2 separate regions of the Macaca mulatta genome follow, and region 1 is linked to region 2. The links are chromatin contacts, called in public Hi-C maps. All regions are on one chromosome and are shown on one strand. Each heading gives the region's core, a stretch centred on a gene start, on an enhancer-like site or on the middle of the called end of the contact. The rest is flanking DNA. Distances are from core to core; before and after follow the strand shown. Region 1 holds the start of FIBP (FGF1 intracellular binding protein). Region 2 holds the start of SART1 (spliceosome associated factor 1, recruiter of U4/U6.U5 tri-snRNP).

Region 1 (4,652 bases), core at 488-2,987, 78 kb after region 2:
ATCCTGGCTAACACAGTGAAACCCCATCTTTACTAAAAATACAAAAAAGAAATTAGCTGGGCTTGGTGGCGGGCGCCTGTAGTCCCAGCTACTGGGGAGGCTGAGGCAGGAGAATGGCGTGAACCCAGGAGGCGGAGCTTGCAGTGAGCTGAGATCGCGCCACTGCACTCCAGCCTGGGCGACAGAGCTAGACTCCGTCTCAAAAAAAAACCAAAAAAAAAAATATATATATATATATACACACACACACACACATATATATATGCATTTAACTGGCCAAGATGGTGAAACCCCGTTTCTACTAAAAATACAAAAATTAGCCGGGCGTGGTGGGAGGAGCCTGTAATCCCAGCTACTCCATAGGCTGAGGCAGAGAATTGCTTGAACCGAGAAGGCGGAGGTTGCAGTGAGCCGAGATCGCGCCACTGCACTCCAGCCTGGGCGACAGAGCGAGAAGGCTCTGTCTAAAAAAAAAAAAAAAAAAAAAAAGTATTTAAAAAAGATTGGGCCGAACCCTGTGTGGGCCGAACCCTGCGGGGAGGGGACATAAACAGGGAGATTGGTAACTGTGCAAGGAGCAAGGAGAGCTAAGCAGAAAAACGGCTGGGGCAGCGTCAGTGGGGGTGGAGAGGACAAACAGATACTAGAAATATTCGGGAGGCAAATCAGCCGAACTGAACGTGGGGAGAGAGGAGTCTGGGAGAACGCCCAGGTTTCTCGTATGAAAACTGGTGGATGGGCCGGGCGCGGTGGCTCAAGCCTGTAATCCCAGCACTTTAGGAGGCCGAGACGGGCGGATCACGAGGTCAGGAGATCGAGAGCATCCTGGCTAACACGGTGAAACCCCGTCTCTACTAAAAAATACAAAAAACTAGCCGGGGGAGGTGGCGGGCGCCTGTAGTCCCAGCTACTCCGGAGGATGAGGCAAGGAGAATGGCGTGAACCCGGTAGGCGGAGCTTGCAGTGAGCTGAGATCCAGTCACTGCACTCCAGCCTGGGCGACAGAGCGAGACTCCGTCTCAAAAAAAAAAAAAAAAAGAGAGAGAGAACTGGTGGATGTTAGGGTTATCACTGAGATAGCGACGCAGGAAAGAAACAAATGGGGAGAGCGAGAGGTCTGTCTAGAATATGTTGAGCTTTTGAAGGGCTTACAGGAAGAGTGTGGACAGACTTGGCCAATAGGCGGCCCCTCCGGATGTGAACTTCCAGGCAGAGCTCAGAAAGGCAGAATTAGAGACGTCAGTAGCTCGTGGGGATGGGGGTGTGGTTAAAACCAAGGTGGAAGCAGGCGCCCCAGGCCCAGGAGAGGTGCTTATGCGCAGGATGGACAAAGGGGTCTCCAGCAAGAGCCCGAGGAAGTCGGGGCATACCCCATTTTTGCGGAGAAGAGATTTAGTACAGAGCCCTGTGAAACCCCCTAAGTTTAGGATACAGGTCAAACTTAGGAGGTCCCGAAGAGGGCAGAGAAGGTGGGAGAAAAGCCAGGAGGAAGTGAGGGGAGAGGTTGCGGGGACCGTGGAGACGAAAGGAGGAACTCCCTTCGAGCTCCTGCAGACCGCCGCGGGGAGACAGGACGCAGGAGCCTGGGACTCCCCCTCCCGGCCGGAGGAAGCGTTGCTCCTCCGCGTAGTCCTCCCCCTCTCTTCCCTCGCCGCTCCCGCCCCGTCCCCGCCACCACTGGCTGTGTCCCGGAAGTGGTCCTATGCTGGGTCCGGATGCCGGGAGCGGAATCTCGGCACTCCCGGAAGTGGCCTGGAGGCGGCGCGCCCGGCCCGAGCGGTGCTCCCTCCTGCTCGGGCCGCTGCGGCCCCGGGCGTCGCCATGACCAGCGAGCTGGACATCTTCGTGGGGAACACTACCCTTATCGACGAGGACGTGTATCGCCTCTGGCTCGATGGTTACTCGGGTCCGTCAGGGGCGTGTGGGGAAGCCCGTCAGCGGAGCGGTTGTTTTGAATGGGAGAGGGGGCGGGGCTAGGACTTGGTCATCCTTTAGGGAAGTGGGCGAGCGCCTGGGAATAAGGGGTGTTATAGGGATCGGGGATGGAATCCCTTAAGGGCTTCTGGCGTCGGCGGGGCGGGACCTGATGCTAGCACCCACTTTCCAGTGACCGACGCGGTGGCCCTGCGGGTGCGCTCGGGAATCCTGGAGCAGACGGGCGCCACGGCAGCGGTGCTGCAGAGCGACACCATGGACCATTACCGCACCTTCCACATGCTCGAGCGGCTGCTGCACGCACCACCCAAGCTACTGCACCAGCTCATCTTCCAGATTCCGCCCTCCCGGCAGGCACTACTCATCGAGAGGTGCTCACCCTGTGGGATGGTGGAGACATCAACCAGTCTGACTGTATACCCATTTTCCCAGCTGAAACAGGCCCAGGGAGGGATGGGACTTACCCAGCCATCAGAAAGTTGAGAGCAGAAGGGGTCAGACCCAGGCCCTGCCAGGCCCCGCCAGGCCCCCTTTCCTCTTTTTTATGGGGGGGTCAATGGTGTTGTCTGACTCCACAAGGTACTATGCCTTTGATGAGGCCTTTGTTCGGGAGGTGCTGGGCAAGAAGCTGTCCAAAGGCACCAAGAAAGACCTGGATGACATCAGCACCAAAACAGGCATCACCCTCAAGAGCTGCCGGAGACAGGTGGGCACTGCACCCACACAGACACAGCATCCCATTTGCACTTCACTCCCTCCCTTTGACCACTGCCCCAGCTCCAGCCTCTGACTGTGGCAGCAGCTTCATACCTAGTCTTCTCCTCCCTTCCCCTTTCCCCCCCTTTTTTTTTTTCCTTTTTTTTTTTTTTTTTTTTTTTTTTGAGACGGAGTCTCGCTCTGTCGCCCAGGCTGGAGTGAGTGCAGTGGCCGGATCTCAGCTCACTGCAAGCTCCGCCTCCCGGGTTTACGCCATGCTCCTGCCTCAGCCTCCCGAGTAGCTGGGACTACAGGCGCCCGCCACCTCACCCGGCTAGTTTTTTGTATTTTTTTAGTAGAGATGGGGTTTCACTGTGTTAGCCAGGATGGTCTCGATCTCCTGACCTCGTGATCCGCCCGTCTCGGCCTCCCAAAGTGCTGGGATTACAGGCGTGAGCCACCGCTCCCGGCCTTTTTTTCCTTTTTGAGACAGAGTCTTGCTCTGTGCCCCAGGCTGGAGTGCAGTGGTGTGATCTCGGCTCACTGCAACCTCCGCCTACTGGGTTCAGGCGATTCTTGTGCCTCAGCCTCTGCAGTAGCTGAGATTACAGGCGTCTACCACCACACCCACCTAATTTTTGTATTGTTAGTAAAGACGGGGTTTCACCATGTTGGCCAGGCTTGTCTTGAACTCCTGGCCTCAAGTGATCATCTGCCTTGGCCTCGCAAAATGCTGGGATTACAGGCGTGAGCCACTGTGCCTGGCTCCCTGTTGCTCCTTCCAAGCTATCCTGTACTGTGTGGCCAGAGTGACCTTTCAGAAGCCCAGATCTGACTTTGGGCTCCCACTGCGTCCTGGGTAGCAGCTGCACTTCTTGGCTTTGACCTATAGACTGTCCTGTGATCTCGTCCCTGCAGACCTCTCTCTCTAGGCTTACATTTCTCCAGCCCCCAGGCTTTCCTTTACTCATGTTGCTCTACCTGGAGGGTACTGTTCTTGGCAATATCTACATCTTGAAATCCAAGACAGGAGATGAGATGCCACCTTCTCCACAAGCCTTTTTGGTACGCCAGGAAGAAGTAACCCTTCTGGGCCTTTGATGCCTTTCTTTTGTATCTCCTGTGAGCTTTCTGTTTATAACTTAGCATTTGTTTTTTATTTTTTAGTTCCTGGGGCTTAGCCAGGAAAGTCTGTTCCAACTCAAACTTGTGAAGATCTGGAGAGCATGGTGCTAAAATGGGGTTGGATTTAGAGATAAGATTGAGTAAACATTTATCCAAGGCAAGATACGGCAGGAGCTGCTAAGCATTTGAGTTGATAACAAGTACTAATAACCAATAGTTGGTTGAAGGAATAACAGATGCTAAATCAGCACTTGCCGACTGGATAGGTGGATGGGGAAGGGAGGGATGTTCAGTAAGTGGTTTATTGGGTGAGCGACATGGTGGACACTCTGACCAGTCCTCTCTTCTATCTACCCTAACTGCCCTGCAGTTTGACAACTTTAAGCGAGTCTTCAAGGTGGTAGAGGAAATGCGGGGCTCCCTGGTGGACAATATTCAGCAACACTTTCTCCTCTCTGACCGGTTGGCCAGGTGAGGAGCTAGCCACCTCCCCATCCTGCACACTACTTCCCTGGGCCCTGAGGCTTGTCCACCTTCCCTACCCCAACCATTCTGACCTCCTTAGTATGCTGGGGGAGTGATTATCCCACTTTTGGTCTGTACTTTTTTTTTTTTTTTGAGACGGAGTTTCACTCTTGTTGCCCAGGCTGGAATACAATGGTGCAATCTCGGCTCACTGCAACCTCTGCCTCCCGGTTCAAGCAATTCTCCTGCCTCAGCCTCCCGAGTAGCTGGGATTACAGGCTTGAGCCACCGCACCCAACTTGGTCTGTACTTTGGACCAGACTGTCCTGGATGCAAAGCACAGTCCAGCGATTTCCAGTTGGGCTGTTGAGAGATGCCATATGTAAAGCCATGGCACAGCCCTGGCACTTAGGAAGTGCTCAGTAAATAGT
Region 2 (4,564 bases), core at 1,261-3,760:
CAAGTGTTACGGGCTATCAAAGACACAGGGTGCCATGTGCATTTCCAAACAGACAGGAGAAGAAACAGGGTGGGAGTGAGCGGTCCCAAACACACGGTCTGCCCCAGGAAGCCTAGGACACTGGGAAGGGCCCTGGCCTCCAAAGCAGGAAACATGGGCGCCAGCCTGGTCTGCATCTAACCGGTGAATGCCACTTTACTCTTAGGTATTAGTTTCCTCTTCTATAACTCTACTGTTGGCTAAAATGATCTATACAACCTTTCCAACTCCAATTAGCACACTTTCATGTGAGAAAGCCTCCCCAGGGCTGGCCCCAGAGCCACCTATCTTAGAAAAACAAAGTGGAAACAAGGGAGACAGTACTCACTTGGTCTCCTCAATGCTGAGTGAGGAGGCATCGCCTGAGCTAGTTTTGGAGCTGGCAGCTGGAAGAAGAAGAAGCATGGCTCAGGAGCTGAACATAGGGCCAACAAGCCAGCATCAGTGCCTCCAACTGCAGGATCAAAGATGAGGGCCCCTCACCAGCACCTGGGCCTGATGAAACACCAGAAAACAGCAGCTTCTTCCACCCAAGCTCCCCAGCAGCTCCTCTGCCCGAGTCCAGTCTCAGAGCCCTGCCTCTTCTGCGCACCTTCCTATCCTGACCCAAGAGATCCAAACTGCTACAGTCACCATTCTGCCCTCTCCTTTTTTCTTTCATTTTTTTTTTTTAAGAGACAAGGTCTCTTAAAGAGATGGAGCAAGACTTTGTCTCAAAAAAAAAAAAAAAACACCTCTTCCTTTCCTGCATTCCCATCCTGTATCTTAAAGGCTCCACTCTCCACCTGGGCCCTGGATCCCAATCTCTCCAGGCTCCCCAAAGTCACCAGTCTCCTTCATTTCTAATCTAACGGGTTCTTTTCAGTTCTGGTTTTCCTTGATCTCCTGTGGTATATGGGACTGCTGATCACTCCCTCCTTCTAACAATACTCTATTTCCAAAGTTCCCATGACACAAAGGTTTTCCTGCCTCTTTGGTTACTCTATCTCCTTTTTTTGGTAACATCTTTCTCTGCCTACTACTAACATAAGGGCATTTCTCAGGTTCTATTCCTGACCCCGGCTTCTCATGTCGCATTCTTTCGCGGGCTTCACTGGCCACCCAGATACTGACTCCCAATGGCTTTATCCAGTCCAAACTCTGGATTTCCCTATGCACATAAACCTTGACAACCCCAAAAGTGAATTATCTTCCCCCACCCTGCTCCAAATCTCCTTCTCTTCCCTACTCCTCAATTTCAGTAGAAATGACACCCACTACCTATCTGGCTGCTCAAGCCAAAATTCAAGGAGTCATCCTCAATTCCTTCTCCTTCCCACCCTCATACAAGTACTGAGTTCTGTTCATTCCTCCTCTAAAACACCTCTCCAACCTGTCCACTTCTCTCCACTCCACTGCTGCTGCCTTGGTGCAGGCCACCATCAGCCCTCACCTGGTCTGTAGCCCTCCTGATTTCCTGGTCTCCAATCCTGACTACCTTTGACTAAGTTCTCAATCCAGTAATGTTTACAAAATACGGATCTGAGCAACTCACTCCTCAACTCACAGCCAAGGCTCCCTACTACCTTGTCAAGACAATCTACATTTCTTAACAGAGCCTACAGTACAGGATCCTTTGCGTTCACATCCCTGCCTATCTTACTCCTTCATTTCTCTACCAGGAGCCCTACACGATTCGTCCAATACGATTCGTCAAATACCAGGTTTTTCTTGTCTCTGCATATGCTGACACTACTTCATTCATTCATTCAACACATTTATTGAGAATCTGTGACTGTACCAGACAACTGAGAAAAACGGAAGCTCTCTATCCTCAAGGAGCCAGGTGGAGACAGTCTACCTCTAATCCCAAACAATCGTAGAAAAGCTTTTTTGAGACAGAGTCTCGCTTTGTTGCCCAGGCTGCAGTGCACTGGCGGGATCGCAGCACACTGCAGCCTCTAACTCCTGGGCTCATGGGATCCCGTAGAAAGACTATTTAATAAGAGTTGATATAGACAGTCTGGGGGTTTCCCGATCCGGAGAGCTTTGCTGACACTGTGCGCACACCCAGACCCGCACGTTCTGGGACCCCTGCCCGACCCGCCCCCTGCGCAGGCCCCGCCTCCTCACCGGCCTCATAGCCGTCATCGCGTTTCTCCCGCTTCACACGCCGCTCCGAGGGCTCTGCCTGGCTGCGCTCCCGCCCGTGCGTGCTGCTCCGGGCCTCAGCTTCGGCCCCGCGCCGCCCGCTCCCGCGCTCGCCCCCACGTTCCCGGCTCCGCTTCCGTCGTTCGCCACCGCTACCGCCACTGCCGCCACTCCGGTGCTTGTGTTTTTTGTGTTCCCGGTGCCGCGGCGGCTGCTCGGTGGCGCCCCCGGTGCCGGCCGCCGCCGTCGTCCCGGTCGCCTCCTTCTCTCCGCGGTGCTTCTTGGACGACCCCATAGTGGCACGTCCACTCCAAGCCCGGCTACCGCCGAGCCCAGACAACGCAAAATGGGAATACTTCCGGGTCGCTCGGCAGCCGCTGTCGTGTTGCCGGAAACTAAGAGCGGCTGCTTCCGTCGCTCGCCCTGGAGCCGGCCCCAGAGGCTCATGGGAAGACCGGGATCACTGCTCCACTGCACATTCGCGCCGTCGCGGGTCGGGTGGGTTCTTTGAGCCAGTGGTCCCGTTGTGCATTCGCTACTCAAGGGAAGCGGAATTAACCCGGAGATGGGATCCCAGAACTGGAAGGACTTAGAGGGCATTAAGCCAGTGTCTTCGTGGCTGGAAGTTCCTCCCCGGCATCCCTGCGCTTGCACTTCACCGACAACGGGGTGTTCACTACCTCACGGCCTTTCCGTAGACACCTCCCTCCTACAATGGGCGCTCGCTTAGTGGACTCCTAGGGTCGTGGCTTCAACGGGTGTTGTTTTCCCGTTATCTCAAATTCCATAGCCCAGTTTCCGACCCGCTATAACTAGTATCGTTAGGGAACGCTTCCTTCCCACGTTCCCTGGTTTTTTTGTTTTGTTTTTTTCCCTTGAGATAGGATCTCACTCTGTTGCTCAGGCTGGAGTGCAGTGGCGCGATCACGGCGCACTGCAGCCTCGACCTCCCGCGCTCAAGTGATCCTACCCCCTCAGCCTTCCCACTAGCTGGGACTACTACGAATGAACGCTACCACGCCCCTTTAATTTTTGTATTTTTTTGTAGATGGGCGGGGGGTGTCTCGAACTCCTGAAGCCAGGCTATCCACCCGCCTTGGCCTCCCGAAATGCTGAGATTACAGGCATGCGCCCCTGCGCCCAGCCCTGGATTGGATTTTTTAAACCCGCGCCCCGTGAACTGTTAAGACTGAAGGAGCGCCACATGAGCGTCAGTGTATCCTTGGAACCCCTGAAATTGAATGCAAAATGTGGCACATCTGTGTGTATGAGTTTTTTTCTTGAGGAGAGGAGCCCTAAAAAAAACTACTGGGACTTAAAACCCCAGTGCAGGCCGGGCGCGGTGGCTCACGCCTGTAATCCTAGCACTTTGGGAGGCCGAGGCAGGCGAATCACAAGGTCAAGAGATCGAGACCATCCTGGCCAATATGGTAAAACCCCGTCTCTACTAAAAATACAAAAATTAGCTGGGTGTGGTGGCGCGCGCCTGTAGTCCCAGGTACTCAGGAGGCTGAGGCAGGAGAATGGTGTGAACCCGGGAGGCGGAGCTTGCAGTGAGCCGAGATCACGCCACTGCACTCCAGCCTGGGCAGCAGAGCGAGACTCCGTCTCAAAAAAAAAAAAAAAAAAAAAAAAAAAGCCCAGTGCGCACAATCCCAATCGGTCCTGAAACCCCTCCCCTCACCCAAGGGTTGCTCAGTCTGTGGCTCCCTGCCTTGCACAACTCAACATGTGTTAGGATGTGAGCGTGTGTTGGGATATGAGTATGTGTTAGGATATAAGCGTGTGTTGGGATGTGAGCGTGGGTTGGGATATGTATGCACCCGTTTAAGGGCCCACGCCCTCTCCCACTCACTGGGCATCCTCAGAGGCAGGAGTCATTCCGTCTTATTGACGCTTGAATTTATAGGACCCAACATATACATTGAAGATGGGGTGGAGAAGTTACAGCTCTTGCTCTTTGAGATGTCCCCACTCCTCAGGAGCAGAGAAGGGGCTGTGTGTGCTGGGTGGAGGGAACCAAAAGAGCCAGAGCTCCTGGAGGGGAGGGAGTGCGGGGACAGAGCTGCCCGCCCACCTGCCACCTCCCACTTCCAACCCGTAGCCTCCACCACCCCCACCAGCAGAAATCCCACACTGTGTTTACCATAAAGCCTTTAATTTTATCTCAGAAACTGCACTCCGGGTCCAGGCTGGGCTTGTAGTGCCTGTCAGGCTGGCTGCCGGTGGGTTCTGTCCTTGGGGGCCTCTGAGGAGAGTGCTCCATTCTCACCCCCATTGACCTGTGGCTCCTTCAAGACACAGATAGAGGCCCCTGGCTCTGCAGTTCTCACCCCCATGCCCAAGGAAACCACTGACAATGTGGCTTCAAACCCTGCTCCTGTACTGGCTTGCT

What was found. A called contact is a pair of places that touch in the nucleus more often than the background predicts.
Region 1: a Hi-C map of liver shows a contact between it and region 2, with 3 times the contacts expected there. The contact joins the promoter of FIBP here to the promoter of SART1 in region 2. A contact is called at or near these places in 3 of 14 Hi-C or Micro-C datasets (CD4 T cells, fetal cortex germinal zone and liver).

The regions. Positions count from the first base shown.
Region 1 is chr14:8,534,990-8,539,641 of T2T-MMU8v2.0, forward strand. It overlaps FIBP (FGF1 intracellular binding protein), which reads left to right and starts at 1,738. Exons shown (of 10, transcript XM_077962413.1): 1 at 1,738-1,906; 2 at 2,108-2,306; 3 at 2,515-2,641; 4 at 4,127-4,227. The coding sequence starts at 1,822.
Region 2 is chr14:8,455,974-8,460,537 of T2T-MMU8v2.0, forward strand. It overlaps SART1 (spliceosome associated factor 1, recruiter of U4/U6.U5 tri-snRNP), which reads right to left and starts at 2,511. Exons shown (of 20, transcript XM_015113661.3): 1 at 2,152-2,511; 2 at 368-425. The coding sequence starts at 2,464. It overlaps TSGA10IP (testis specific 10 interacting protein), which reads right to left. Exons shown (of 7, transcript XM_077962379.1): 7 at 4,311-4,460. The coding sequence ends at 4,337.